Linked DNA regions of Mus musculus: region 1 is linked to region 2. The links are chromatin contacts, called in public Hi-C maps. All regions are on one chromosome and are shown on one strand. Each heading gives the region's core, a stretch centred on a gene start, on an enhancer-like site or on the middle of the called end of the contact. The rest is flanking DNA. Distances are from core to core; before and after follow the strand shown.

Region 1 (7,718 bases), core at 3,973-6,472, 4.2 Mb after region 2:
CTTTTCTTTCACTTAGTTAATTAATTTTTGAGACAAGATCTTACTATGTAGCTCAAGATGGGCTCAAACTCCTAACCCCAGGCCTAAAGTGAAGATACACACCTTTAATCTCATCATTGAGGAGGCAGAGGTCTCCTATGAATCCAACACCAGTATGTCTGCATATCAAGTTCCAAGCCCATCAAGGCTACATGGTATGATCTTGTCCCAAAACAACAACAAAAAGATATTTATAGTATGGGCCCAGGTGACTGCAACAATCTGAGATTCATCCTCAGGCCCCATATGGTAGGATGAGGGAACAGGTGCAGTCTTGTTGTCCTCTGACCTCTACAGGCAGGCCATGATGTGAGCATATTCACGAGCGGAACACGGCGATCCGCGCCTGTCATCCTAGCAGTTGGAAGGTGAAGACAGGAGGGTCAGTGATGTGTTAGAATGGCCGGTCGAGACTAAGCCAAGACAGTACCACGTGGAAGAGGTTTTATTGGGAGGGAGACAAGATGGCAGCAGAAAGAGAAGAGGGGAGGAGGGGGAAGAGAAAGGGGAGGGGGCGTTCTCCTTATTTATATGGAAAATGACATAACGCAGGTAAAGGTAGGTAAGCCAAGAGGATTCTGGGAATATGCTGCAGGTGCGCTGTCGCCTATATGATGTCATAGGTTTGGGAGGTCCTGCCAACAGTCAGAAGTTAATGGCCAGACTGTTTGACCCTGACTCAAATAAAACAGCAAAAAAATTAAACAGAAAAAAAAAATCACAGTGGCAAAGGGTACAGAATGGAATCTAAACCTGTTTTCTCCACTGGGACAAAGTACATCCCGCTCTCGGTAATCATTAACTGTTTCTTGTGACTCAACTTCTTCCTTGCCAGTGCAAAGACACAGACATAGGCGGGCCTGGACAGCCCTGGCTCTTCAGTGTTTCCATGGGAGCTTCTGCCATGCTGACCTGTCTTATGCCTGGCATAATGTATCTGTTTTGCCTGCTTCTTTGCTCTAGGTCTTTTGGACAGCTCTGTACTGATACCTGTAGACTCATCTGATGGATGATTTGGTGGCTGCCCCGCTGCCCCTTGGAAGTGGAGATTGTGTTATTGTATTTGTTAGTGTTATTATGTCTGACAACTATCTTTCTTTCTTTCTTTCTTTCTTTCTTTCTTTCTTTCTTTCTCCCACGTAGAGTGGTAATCCTACTTCCACAGTGGTAGTACTCTGGGCCTGCAACAAGATACCTAGCTTTGACTTCTCTCTGTTACAAAGGATGCTGCCCTGTAGTAAGTTTTCTTTCTTTCCTTCTTTCTTTCTTTTCTTTCTTTCTTTTCTTTCTTTCTTTTCTTTCTCTCTTTTCTTTCTCTCTTTTCTTTCTCTCTTTTCTTTCTCTCTTTTCTTTCTCTCTTTTCTTTCTCTCTTCTTTCTCTCTTTTCTTTCTCTCTTTTCTTTCTCTCTTTTCTTTCTCTCTTTTCTTTCTCTCTTTTCTTTCTCTCTTTTCTTTCTTTCTTTTCTTTCTTTCTTTTCTTTTCTTTCTTTTCTTTTTTTTTTTTTAATTTATTTATTATTGTATGTAAGTACACTGTAGCTGTCTTCAGACACACCAGAAGAGGGAGTCAGATCTTGTTACGGATGGTTGTAAGCCACCATGTGGTTGCTGGGATTTGAACTCTGGACCTTCGGAAGAGCAGTCGGGTGCTCTTACCCACTGAGCCATCTCACCAGCCCTTCTTTTCTTTTCTTTCTTTCTTTCTTTCTTTCTTTCTTTCTTTCTTTCTTTCTTTCTTTCTTTCTTTCTAAGATTTATTTATTATTATATTATGTAAGTACAATGTAGCTGTCTTCAGACACACCAGAAGAGGGCGTTAGATCTCATTACAGATGGTTGTGAGCTACCATGTGGTTGCTGGGATTTGAACTCAGGAACTTTGGAAGAGCAGTCAGTGCTCTTACCCACTGAGCCATCTCACCAGCCCATAGTAAGCCTTTGTTTACAGAGTTTCATGAAATCTATAGAGGACTGCCCCCGCCTCCACCCCCAGCCCTAACTCCAACCCCACGATTGGAAGACCTCAGGGCCTGTGTGCGATCATTGGCTTTACAAAAACTTTTTCCCTCTCATTGAGAGGCTTCTTTTTGCAGTAGACGGTGGTGAACACAGAGACTCATGATTTGATCAGCACGCTAGAATAAGAGACTGTGGAGTTCTCAGCCCTAAATGGGATGCCAGTATTACCTTTTATGGCTCTTTGTGGAATGGGGGCAGAGACAGTGGGACGATTCAGGACACAACAGGGCATCTGCCCATATGAACCTACAGTGACAGTGACAGCATGCACCTGGGAGAAGTCTAGCCAGAGGATGCTCAGCAGTTTTACCCTTAGCTGAGGAGCTACTGGCAACTGGTTACTAGGAGAGAGAAGGTCAGGTTTCCTCAGGTGGAGGGCACCAGATAGGCCCCCATTGCTCCAGTAGATTGTCCTACGTCCATGCACATAGTGGCAGTACTATATGAACCCAGTGGGAACCCCATGGAATTAGGGGGAGAAGGAATAGGGTGGCCTTGAATGAAACACTTCACATGCATGTATACGATTCTCAAACAACAAAAAAAGATATGTATCTTTACAGATTTTCCCCCCCTTATAAATATATCTTTAGGGCTGGTGAGATGGCTCAGTGGGTAAGAGCACCCGACTGCTCTTCCGAAGGTCAGGAGTTCAAATCCCAGCAACCACATGGTGGCTTACAACCATCCGTAACGAGATCTGACTGGAGTGTCTGAGGACAGCTACAGTGTACTTACATATAATAAATAAATAATAAAAAAAAATCTTTAAAATAGTGTTTTAAAAGCTAGTTTTGGCGGTGCACTGCTTTAATTCCAGCTGAGGCAGAATGGGGAGGGTGTTTATGAGTTCCAGGCTGTGATTATGTTATTACTTAAACAAACAATATGGAGAGAGAGAGAGAGAGAGAGAGAGAGAGAGAGAGAGAGAGAGCCAGCGAGCAAAGCCAGCGGGGAACACTGGTATTGTATTGAAAAGAATTCTTGTGAAAATCTGCCAAAGCTCTCTGAATAAGGTATTACAATTTTTTTCCCCTGCAAAACCCAATACGAATCTCAAATCTCCTGGTTTATTAACAAAAACAAAAAAACAAAACAAAACAAAAAAGCCTTCCAGATGGGTGTGGGGTCTCATCCCTTTAATTCCAGCATTCGGGAGGCAGAGGCAGGGGATCTCAGAGTTAGAGGACATCTGGTTTGCACAGAGAAGTTCCAGGATAGCCAGGGCTGTTTTTAAAAACAAACAAACAAGCCGGGCGTGGTGGTGCACGTCTTTAATCCCTGCACTCGGGAGGCAGAGGCAGGCAGATTTCTGAGTTTGAGGCCAGCCTGGTCTACAAAGTGAGTTCTAGGACATCCAGGGCTATACAGAGAAACCCTGTCTCGAAAAAACAAACAAACAAACCCAACCAACAAAGCCTCTACAGCTCCAAATTAAAGCCCACATTCCTTGGTTGGGCTAGCAATCCTACCAAGCGTTCCTAGAAGGAGGTTCCCACTGGAGGCTCAATGCTAGCTGCCTGTTGATAGGCTCTGACCCAGTGCTGGAGCACTGCACTGTCTCTTGGTTCCTGGCTTCCGGATTCCAGGTTCTGCCTGGCTGCCTTTTCCTTCCAGCCTGGGCTGGGCGAGCCCTTTCCCTTTGCACGTGGGAACTGTGCACGTGTTCCTTTTGGAAACTCGCTGTAACACTTTAACACCTGTATTTTCGGTATTTAAGAGGTTAGGGCAGGAGGATGGCGAGTTCGAGATCAGCCTAGGGTATGGTAAATCCAGCTCAGCATAGGCTACAAGGGGAGACCTTGCCTCGAAAAGCCCTGAAACAAAACAAATTAATGCGAGTTTAGCTTGCTTTCAGGATTTCATGTCACTCAGAATGGCCTTGGACTCGTGTAGCTCAGGATGGCCTGGAATTCTCCCTGCCTCCAGGGAACACAGACTAGTCTAGTTTGTGTTTAGCATTTGGATCACAGCTCTTAATATAAAATGCTCATGGTGGCCAGAAGGCTCACAAAACCCCCCCGAGTTGGGGTCAGCAGCAGACTGAGGTACTACTATTTGGACCCTGGAGCCTTTATGGGGGAACCTTAGGCGTGTCTGCCTAGGAGTTGGGTAAAGTTCCCATTTCAGTTTGAAAAGCATGTGACAATGGCTGGTGGTGACGCATCCTATAACTTTCGCCAGCCAGAGGGTGATCAAAGATGGGATGTTGTCTCTGCAATCACAAGATTGGAAAACCTGAAAACGTCCAGGAGCCACCCGGGCACGCCAGCTTGGAAGCCACCCGGGAACAAGAGCATTCCCAAACGCCAGGGAGGCTGCCTCGCGGTATGCTCTGGGGTGCCGACCAAGCCAGTTTCGCTGTCCTCGGTCGCCACTGCATTCGTGCTGAGTAATGCTAAGGGTCAGCAGCTCCTGCTCTTCCGAAATGCATGCAAAAAAAGTTTTGATGCGAAGAGAAAAAAACCAAACCAAAAAAACAAAACCCGGGAAACTGTTACTTAGATCCCGGGTACCAGAGTCGCCTGGGAAGGCGGGAGACCGGTCCTCGAGGACAGGATTCAACCTAAGAGGAAGAGAAAGGAAAGGGAACGGAAGACGCAGCTAGTCCATCCTCTTAACCGCTCCAGAGGGCACGGCGGCCCTGGGGCTGCCTTTGGAGAGGGCCATCCCTCCCTGTCAATCAGCTCCATTCGGTGTTGCGATTGGCTGGGGGCTTCCTTGCTCCCCGCCCGCGCCTACCTCCTAGTTGCATGGGGTTTACTTCCCCAAAGTACACGGGCCCCACCTTGTGGATCAACCGCTCCTGCCTGGACAGTGGGTTTCCGCCCAGAAAAAGAAATGTAAGCCAATGAGAACGGGTGCATGCAACTATTGGCTTGTCTGAGTGTCGCTCTCAGTGCATCCCGCCCTCATTTTTATAGACCATCTGAGTATTGGCGAGGTTTCGTGTCCATCTGGGCTCTAGCTCCTTCAGTTATAGGCAGATGCGGCAGCCACTCAGGAGCTCGGCCTCTAGACAAAGACGCTGTCCAATCATAGCCAAGGGGCGCGGTGGCGAGGCGGCCATTGGTCCCTGCATGCGACCGGGAGCAGCAGGTTCGGCTGAGCGCGGCTATATAGCGGGCGGCGGGCACGCGTGCCGCGGCATCGCGCGAGGGACGCCGCCACCTCCTCCCACGTAGCAGCCCTGTCCTCCCGCTCAGCCGCGCAGGTACTTGGGCCCGCGGGTGGGGCTGATCGGATGCGGGCCGGGCATGAGCCGAGCTGCGGCCGCGAGCGGGGCGCCCCGGGAGACCGCGCGGCGCGTCCCCACCCCCACCAACGGCCGGCGCGGCCTCCTGCCTGCGCTTTAGGGCCCGCGCGTGGTCCACCGCACCAACGGCGGGCGTCACGCGTCTGGCCGGCCCTGCGTGCTCCACGCGCATTCTCTGGCGCGCGCCGGCTCTTCCGGATGGTATAGCTGGGCCTGGACCCTAAGGAAGCCTTCGGATATGGGGATGGGGGTTGGGGGAGCCCAAGCTGAGAGCGTGATCGCGCCTCCCAGGGTTGCAGAACGGAGGCGCGCGACCCCGGGTTCAAGGGCTCAGTGGTGCAGAGACAGCCACGCCAAGACGTGATCTCTCCAATCCCCCCACTGTTTCCCCCTGCACTATGCCGAGAGTTCCCTTTTTTCCCGCCCTTCCCGGTCACCTGGGTGCAATCAGGTAGGTCCAGTCAACAGGAGAACGAGGTGGAATCAAGGCCCTCTGTAGGGAAAGGACAGGCATCTGTGCAGGCTACGTGGCTGTGGGACACCATCGGCCACTGAGCTCTTGAATCTGAGGTGCAAACCCCAGTATAAGAAGTCCCGTGGTGGCATCTGCGAGCCAGTGGGGGACTCCAGAGAAGAGATTAGGAGTGGGGTTTTGAATGACAAAGGAAGACTTAGCTTTCTTCGCACTTACATAGATAGATAGATGCGCCTCCAAGTTAGCTTCTGGGAAAAATAGAGAAAAATACAGTGAGTGTAATGTAATCGAGTGTGCCTCTCAGCAGGTCCGAAACGCACCTCGAGGTAACGGGAAATTCCCGCCAACAGGAAGTCAAACTCTGACATTAGATCTTGACTCTTCAAGACCCCTTTTTAACTTAGAATGTTTTAGTTGTGAATCAGAACAAACTTAGATTAAAAAAACCTTTGTTTGAGAAGGTCGTAAGTCCAAGGAAACAAAGTGTTTAAATTCTTACAAGAGTTGAAGTTAAAGTTTGAAATTGGATAGGACCGGCCCGGGCTTCAGTGCAGAGGTGGAGCACTTGGCATGGAATACAGGAAGCCCCGGGTTCAGTCACCAGAGCCACAAAAATAAGTCACATCTGAAATTGCTGGGGAGAGGATGGTGTCCAGTGTCCAGTTATTGTGCAGTGGGTCACAGTCACCGATTGGGTTTGTTGGCAAGCACAGCCATTAGGTCTCCTGCCGAACCATCGATGATCAACTGCCTTTTTTAAAAATTCTTACTGTGGAGCCCTTCCTGGCCTGGAATTCAAGAGGATCTCAGAATCTTCTCGGTGCCAAGAGTTAAGGTGCCTCCACTAAGCCCAACCGAGTAATTTATTTTAGTACTTACTTGGTTTGACTTCTACGGGTTGCAAAGCTATTTTCAAGGATCTGTGGTCAGCCTATCTTTCTATGCTGAGGATTGCCTTTAACCCCTGGCTAGAAAGCACGTTAAATGGCAGATGTTTCACATCGAAGACTACAACAGAAGTTTCAGGACTAGTTCTTGAGGGGCACATCCTTGCAAAAAGTTAAAGACCACTGACATTTAACAAAGTGGCAACGAAGAACCAAACGCTGTGGGGATGCATGCTGAATTTAACTGCCTTGCTTCTGAATATAACATTGTTTCCTTGGAACGGGTTCTACTTAACCTGCACGGAGGGGTAGGCGAATGTTAGTAATTCATCACCTTTTAAAATAAGGCAGTGACCTGCTTTCTAACTTGGGAAGTTTGAGTCCAGGTAGTGTTACTGAGGTCAGATATATCAAGGGGAAATGATCGAATTGAAGGGGATGGCTATTAATCTCATCCCCACACATTCAAAAGACTCTTGGCCTCAGGCAGGTGCTTAGTAGGATAGGGATAGATAGAAACTGACTCCTTAGCTCAGTGTCAGAAAGCAGTGAATTGAAGCAGTGACTGACCGCCTTGGCTGCTCCCTTCCGAGCAGGTCAGAGGTTACTGCTGGTGGAGGTGTCTTTTGAGCTAAGGTTCTAACAGGTACTACACTGCGCAGTTTCTTTTTCTTTTCTTTTCTTTTTTCTTTTTTTTTTTTTTTTTGTCTCGAGACAGGGTTTCTCTGTATAGTCCTGGCTGTCCTGGAACTCACTTTGTAGACCAGGCTGGTCTTGAACTCAGAAATCCGCCTGCCTCTGCCTCCCAAGTGCTGGGATTACAGGCGTGCGCCACCACATCTGGCTAGTTTCTTTTCTTTTAATTCACATTCTGGTTTTTAGTTATCAGCTGTCAGTATAGTGCCTGAGCATTAGATTTTTAGAAATGTCTGTTCTTGACCCTGCTTGAAAGCAGGTTGGCTTTTTTTTTTTTTCAAAATTGTCATCTTTTATATACTAGATTTTCCTGTATTTTTTTAAAAAGATTTTATTATTATATCTA
Region 2 (7,162 bases), core at 2,818-5,317:
CTGGTATGTGACTAATAGATTCCTACTGAGTGAAAATAGTTTTAATGCTTTATTTATTTGTTTGTTTATTTATTTTACTAAACAACAGCAGGTTAAGTTGGAGATTGAGATGTAAACAGCTGTGGTGATGTCAGAACTGTACTCAGTAGTCTGGCATCTCTGTCTAGTCTCATATGTATAGGTTCAGAGGCTGTGAAAGACTCAGAGGGAGGGAGGCTGGATGTCATCCCCACTTTAGGACTCTTCTCTTAGACAACCACAAAATCCTGTCTTTTCTTTTCTCTGCTCTTCTTCCTTCAGAGACACATACTCTCCTTTTATCATACTAAGCAATTGTCTGGCTAGTCAGAATCCCAGGGCTTCCTAGAGAGTTTTAGTAATCCTTCCAAGGTGAATAAGACCAGGTCTGCCTGGTCAGGTGCAGGGAGGGTCCATGAGAAGTGCTCAGATGTGTGTGATGTAAAAATGTTCTCAATTCATTCCTCTGTTCTTTCCAGGTCTTTCCATTAGTCATGGGGTGGCTGAGAAATTAGGGTTTTCCTGCAGAGTGGGATGTAGTTAAACAGGAAGTTGACCTCCCAGGTAGGGAGAGGCCCAGGAAGACCAGAGCTGTTTCCCAGCGGCTCTATCAGCCGGGCCTGAGGAAGAGTTAAAGAAGTTGTTTCCACCTGCTGTTAAGCCTGTAGGATCTGAACTAGACTTCTTGAAGCCAATGAAAAAGACTAAGGAGTAAACCTTTGTCTTGCTCTTATGCAGAGGCACTGCCCAGGATCTTTAGTACAGATGGAAAGATGGTGGACTCCCTGGTTTTTCTCTCCTATATTCACCTTTCAAATCCTCTCTGTCGAGGGGTATGCTGGCCCCTAGAAAGTGATAGAGCCTTCTACTGGTTCCTTCTATGCAAGGCTGGAAGGATTTTCCCACTCTGCAGACTCCCCTTGTCTCCCCATTTCTTATTTGTTCAGTACCAATATCATGGTCCATACTGCCGCATTTGATCATATTATGAACCCCAAGATTGTGAACTGTTTCTAATGGTGGTGTGACTCAGCCTTTGATCCTAGAGCATTCTATTTACAATAAACAAGTAGTTGTGGTGTGGCTCAGCCCTAGCACACACCATTAATCCAAGAGCTAAATAAAGTCAACCATGGGTCAAGAGGCAAAGCAAGTAACCAGCTGAATGGAGTGAACAGAAGTAAACAGAAAGAAGGGTCTTTGAGTTGAAGGGCATTTTGCACTGTGTAGAGAAGGAGAAAGGGCCTTCTCCTGAGACATTGGTAGAGTTTTTTCCTTCTGGGACATCAGTGGAATAGGAAGGTCAAATGAATGGTTTCTCTGCCTCTCCGAGCTTAGCAGGCTTTCACAAGGGCATCTGGCTCCTGAGTCTTCATTTGGTGAGTTAAAGGGCTAGAATTTTTGTTTTTTAAAACAACACCTGAGGGGTCATGCATGCTAGGCAAGCCTTTTACCAACTGAGAGAAAGACAATACATTTTAAATATTGAGAAAATGCAGTAAGTAGAGTTGGGAAGCCAATGTGTTGTTTTGTGAGATGGGGTCTCTTGTAGTCCTGGCTGCCTTAGAACTTACTGTGTAGCCTAGAATGACCTTCTCATGATCCTCTGCCTTCCACCTCTCAACATGCTGGCATCACAGCTCTATGCTACTGATCTTGGTGTCTGGGATTTATTTATTTAGTGAAACTTAGTCAATGCCACCAATTTTATTCAAGGGACCTTTTATTGAGGGACCCAGAAGATGGCTCAGTGAGTAAGAACCTTTTCTACCAACACTATCAATCTTAGTTTGATCCTCAGGACCCACATTGTAGATGGAGAGAACTGACTTCTGTATGTCTTCCTCTGACCTCCAAATGTGTGCCATAGCATGGATTCACTGACTATCCACTCCACAGTCTCTAGATAGATTCAATTACATTTTTAAATTTAGATTTTAGTTAAATTAACGTAGAAACAGTGACTAGTAATGTGTGATGGCAGTTCCATTCTAATGGGTGGGTGGGTGGGGGTTATCTAAGGATCCACTATTAGAAGGAATTCTATCTTCTCTATAAACTTTTGGGCATGACCTAGTCAAAGTTTTGGTAAATGGTTTCTCTCTTGCAGTTACCAGAACCAATATCCTGACGAATCCTGAAGGCTGACCAAGTGCCTGTGGCTAGTATTTCCAGAGGGTACATGCATCTGTGATCTGGCCCTGGATCTGAGACCCGTTCATTGATAGGTCAGACCTAATAGCTCACACCAGTGATGCCAGCAATTCGGAAGCTGTAACAGGAGGATTTCTACAAGTTCCAGGCAAGCTTAGACTAAATAATAAGTTCCAGATTGTCCCTGTGTATACAAAGACGATCACAAAGGAAGAGGGGAAAAAAGAAGAAAGAATAGTGGGGAAGGAGAGAAGAGAGACCCATATAAGTAATTAAAGGAGCAGTGCAGGGCACTTCCTGTATTCCCTGAATGGTATGAATTCAGATGCTTCCTGCCCACTCCATATGCTCTGCAGAGTGCACTGGGAATTGGGATGCTTTCAACATTGTTTGACTGAATCTTTGTTACTCCTGTGCTGTTTGACTTTCTCTTCAGAAGTGTTAGGAACCCTGGAGGAAACTGGGATATTGTCCATCTTGGGCAGTATGGGATGCCTGAGAGATCCATTGTGACTCATTCATGGTGTGGCCTTTAATCAACTTTGCTAAATGTGAAGGGATTCATTGTTTCATAATGGGAGCTTCAGAGACAAATCACCATGAAACGAGCCTTTTCAAGACAGACCCTTTTGGTCTTGCCAAAAGATGGACTCAGAATACTTTTCTCTAACTGATTAAGAAAAAAGTAAGTTGTTTTTTACTTTGTTGCATGAATGGAGGCAGTAAGTATGACAATGAAACCGTAAGCTAGCAAAGTTTGAATGGTATTTTCAGGAGTTAAATTTGTCATTAAAGCAAGGAGCTAAGAATCACCTCTTAGAGTTGTCTAGATTACTAAGACTGTCTATAAAGTGATTGGCATAGAGTATTTAATTAATCTGGTTATGACAGCTCATATTTATGCTTCAAGCTCTTGGAGGAAGGAGATAAGAGATAGGACGACCAGAAGAAGTTCAACCCTACTGGGTTAGACAGTAATTATGGTGTTGGATTCTCAGCAGTTTTGTTTTTTGAGTTTTGATCTCATGTAGCTCAGACTGGCCTTGAACTTGCTATATGGCCCAGGATGACCTAGAATTCCTGATCCTCCTGTTTCTAAATCCTAAATGCTGGGATTACAGGCCTGCACCACAAAAGCCCAGTTCTCTGAAATTAAAAAAGGATATATATTAAGAATTTGTTATGTCGCCAGGCAGTGATAGTGCACGCCTTTAATCCCAGCACTTGGGAGGCAAGAGGCAGGTGAGTTTCTGAGTTCAAGGCCAGCCTGGTCTACCGAGTGAGTTCCAGGACAGCCAGGATTACACAGAGAAACCCTGTCTCGAAAAAAAAACCAAAAAGTCTGACCACAAATGCCCGTTTGTTGAGTAACTGTAGTAGAAAATCATGAGGCTGCCATGGTTGTAACCGGAAGAATACTGTCAGAAGTCTTAGGACAAACCTCCCCATTCCTTTCGATTTGCTGGCTGAGAAGGCGAGGAGGAAGAGAGAGAGGAAGGCAAAGAGAAAGAGAAGGGTAAGCACCTGCTACGCTTGTTTTTAGAGGCATATTCAGGTAAACTTCTCCAAATCCAGTTTAGAGCGGAAGCGCCAGGTGACAGCCATATCCTGGTCACTGAGCTGCCCTAGCTGGGAGCATTCGGGGACTCTGCGCTCTGGTGGCTCTACCTGGAGCTGAGGTTGAGGGGCGACTGGTAGATGGAGTGCGATGAGCTTCCCACTTTAAGCTGATGGGAAAAGGTCAGAGGTTGGCCCTACCCAGCGTGGCCACGCCCAGCAAAACTCTTCGAGAGCCCGACGCGCGCCGCAGACTTAAGGCGGGCTTCCAGGTTCACCTAAGAACAGAAAGAACCTCAGCCTGACAAGCGGACAGAACCTCGTCCTACCCGCGCCTCCAGCGCTGCGCAGCCGCAGTGTGGCTGATCAAGCCCCGCCGTCCCTGACGTCACAGACCCCTCGTCCCCTTGCACGATCTGTGGGCGGGCACGAGGCTTCGTGACGCATGCGCGCTGGCTCGGCGTAGGTGGCGCTGGAGCCACCTGAGGAGGTTGTAGGGTGACGGCGCGGACGCCATTTTGTCGGTGTCTGTCGCAGCGGCTGGAGAGGAACGACGGCGGTTTGGCGACATTTCTCGGCCAAAAGGCCGCTTGCTTTTGCGGAGGTGAGGTGGGCAGTGTCGCGCGGAGCCAGGTGTCTGAGGAGAGAGTGGGCTTTGGGCGTCAGCACCGGGAGGATGCGTCCGCGGGGCTGGCGGGGTGCCTCTCGGCCGGCGGCGACAACACCCGAGCTGCCGCGGTTTCGCCGCTCGAGTCAAGGCCCGCAGGCCCCGGGTTCGCCCGACGGTGCGGTCCGGCAGCTTGGGCCTCGCTCACCTCTTGTCAAGGCCTCGGCCGTCCATCGCAGGAACCAGCGGGGAGACCCTTGGCGGGACGCATCCCCGGTACTAGTGCCGTCCAGAGTCGAAGTCACCCCGACCCCCTACTCACCCCTGTCTGTGGCCTCGGCCGTTTGCATAACCGGAGCCTTTTCCAAAGTCCGCTATTCGCTCTGTTGTTCAGCTCTAAGGGCCCTGGCCAGCTGCCCGGAAGAGGTAGGGCAGGCGCTGCGGCGAGCCAGGCAGCGGCTGGAGTTCACCTCCAGCTTCGAGGATCACACTTGGGAAGGAAGGTTCGTCCTTCATGCCAGGCGGTCACCCCACCCCAAGCCCCCCCTAGATCTGGGTCGCCCCGATTGCCCAGGCATTATGTAGGCCAGGCAGGACTCGAACTCAGGAGATTCTCCTGCCTCTGCCTCCTGAGTGATGGGATTAGAGAGCTGAGTGATGGAATTAGAGAGCGAACATTGCATTTACATTGTGACAGCTCTGTTGCTCAAGTAGCCAACCCTCTAAACCAGTGGACCGATTGTCACCTGGTCTAATGTTAAAGCTGCAGATATTTGGCCTAATTTTGAACACGCACCCGAGGGCCTCTTGTACCCCCACTTAAATGGGAGACTGAAACTTCTAAAACGTGGTGGAGAATAATATTTCTAGTATGAGCGTATACATATGGGTTCCATTGTATCTTTTATTGAAAGGATACAGAGGATTGTAGCATGATTTTTAAGTGTTAGAGATAGTGTAATATTTTGAGGTAGCTTTTCTTTCCTGTGTATGAAAGCTCTCATGAGCTCAGAAATCTTTTACTTTGCCTCCTAAGTAAATATTTCTTTGTTGGTTGTTTGAAACAAGGTCTCGCTGTGCAGACCAGGCTGTCCTTGAAGTCTCTCAGAACTCCACCTGCCTCTGCCTCTAGGGTGGCACGTGTCACCACACCTGCCTAAAAACAAAGTATTTCCGAACTCGGCCAGAGATCAGAGGAGGGATGGGGAATGTTAGTCGGGGCCTATTGGGACAAGGACCCACTGATAGGTGGGTTTGCATATTAGTCACTTGAGAAGTTGAGATTTGTCCTGTGAGAGGTAAACTGGCTGTAGCGATGTGAAGTGGAGGGGGAGGGGGTAACTTGAAGCAAGCAACCAAGACTTGTGAAACCCTAATGGCCAGTCACAAGGATGAGTCATCAGAAGCTGTACACTGGGCTGCTGTGTTTTGAGAGTGCTTAGCCTGTAGCCCGGTGGCTTGGGATTCAGAATTTAATTCCCTCCCCTCACCCCCTCTAAAGAGAAAAAAAAAAAGCCTTAATCAAACTAAAACCTTAAATACAATTTTGATAATAGGAGGAATATGTCAGCAGAACTCCAGTGGAAATAGGAAGATGAGTGTTTCTCTAAAGCTTGAGTTTGGGCTTTTGTCTCCAGCAAGTTTGCAGTGTTGTCTGTTTTACTTCACCATATTAAAATGACTATATCGAAAGGAATGCTTGGCTTACTAACTTTTTTTTTAACCAAGGTACCTATCAAGAATTTAGGATTTGTGTGTGTGTGTGTGTGTGTGTGTGTGTGTGTGGTTTAATCCATGCTTTCTCATTTTTGACTGAGCAAGAGAAGCCACATTATCAGGAAGATGCCTGGCAGGCACAGAATTAGAAGAACGAATATGGTTTACTGAATATTTGGACAGGGGGTATGTAGGTCGGTGGTAGAGTCTCGCCTAGCAATTAGAAACCTCCTCTCCCCTCATTACGTCCTCAGTAATCAGGAAATAATAATAGTATCACACCCTGATGTTGTGATGCACACCCTTTCTGAGGAACACTTTGGAAGAGAACTGAAACTGCTTTCTTTGCAAGCCCGGTGTTTAATAGATTTGTTGGCTTATTTTTCAGCCATTTAGGCAAGCTCAAGGTGATCAACTAAATTGGTTTTGTTCCATTTGGGCCTTATTCAGCTTCTTTTTTCTTTTTTCCCTCCCAAACCATTAAACTCTGCTTAGCAGAGTTCAAAATTAAAGATTTAGCTATGGAACTGGAGACACTGCTCTTGTAATGGACCTTTAGGCTTTAGGGCATCCTATGCCCTCTTGTGGTATCCAGGGGCAACTGCACTCGTGTAGATCTTCCCCACCCTGCCCCACCCTACCCCATTCCCATTAAAAATAAATTTAATCTTTTTTTAAAAATTGACGTAGGGGAACAAAGTGGTTAAATGGGTAATGCTGCACACCTTTGATCTCTGAGACCCACATGATGAAAGGAGAGAATTAACACTGGTGTCCAACAGTCACAGATCTGTAAAAGGATAAATGTTAGATACTGAGCCTGGGAGAGATCCACAGGAGCTTGGAGATGAAGTTTGGGAATTGTTACCATTATCTGATGTCACTGGCCATGTCTCAGTTTAAGGATCGGACTAATTCTGGCATTTAGAGAAAGGAACTCTACAGAGTTTGAGGGGGGGGGAAATCTCATTAATGAAAGGCTCTTTACCTTTAAATCAATTACTTGCTTGCTTCTCTCACTTATGATTATTTGTATTAAACTTTGCCAGACTGAAGGATGTTTATGACACTGTTGGGATAGGCTATCGCTAACTATAGTTGTAGATGTTA

Evidence for each region. A called contact is a pair of places that touch in the nucleus more often than the background predicts.
Region 1: a contact with region 2 is called in a Hi-C map of CD8 T cells, with 6 times the contacts expected there. The contact joins the promoter of G3bp1 here to the promoter of BC049762 in region 2. A contact is called at or near these places in 2 of 484 Hi-C or Micro-C datasets (CD4 T cells and CD8 T cells).

The regions. Positions count from the first base shown.
Region 1 is chr11:55,464,530-55,472,247 of GRCm38.p6, forward strand. G3bp1 (GTPase activating protein (SH3 domain) binding protein 1) reads left to right here and starts at 5,223. Exons shown (of 12, transcript NM_013716.2): 1 at 5,223-5,272.
Region 2 is chr11:51,258,937-51,266,098 of GRCm38.p6, forward strand. BC049762 (cDNA sequence BC049762) reads right to left here and starts at 4,068. Exons shown (of 3, transcript NM_001382322.1): 1 at 3,697-4,068. The coding sequence starts at 3,721. Clk4 (CDC like kinase 4) reads left to right here and starts at 4,178. Exons shown (of 13, transcript NM_007714.6): 1 at 4,178-4,333.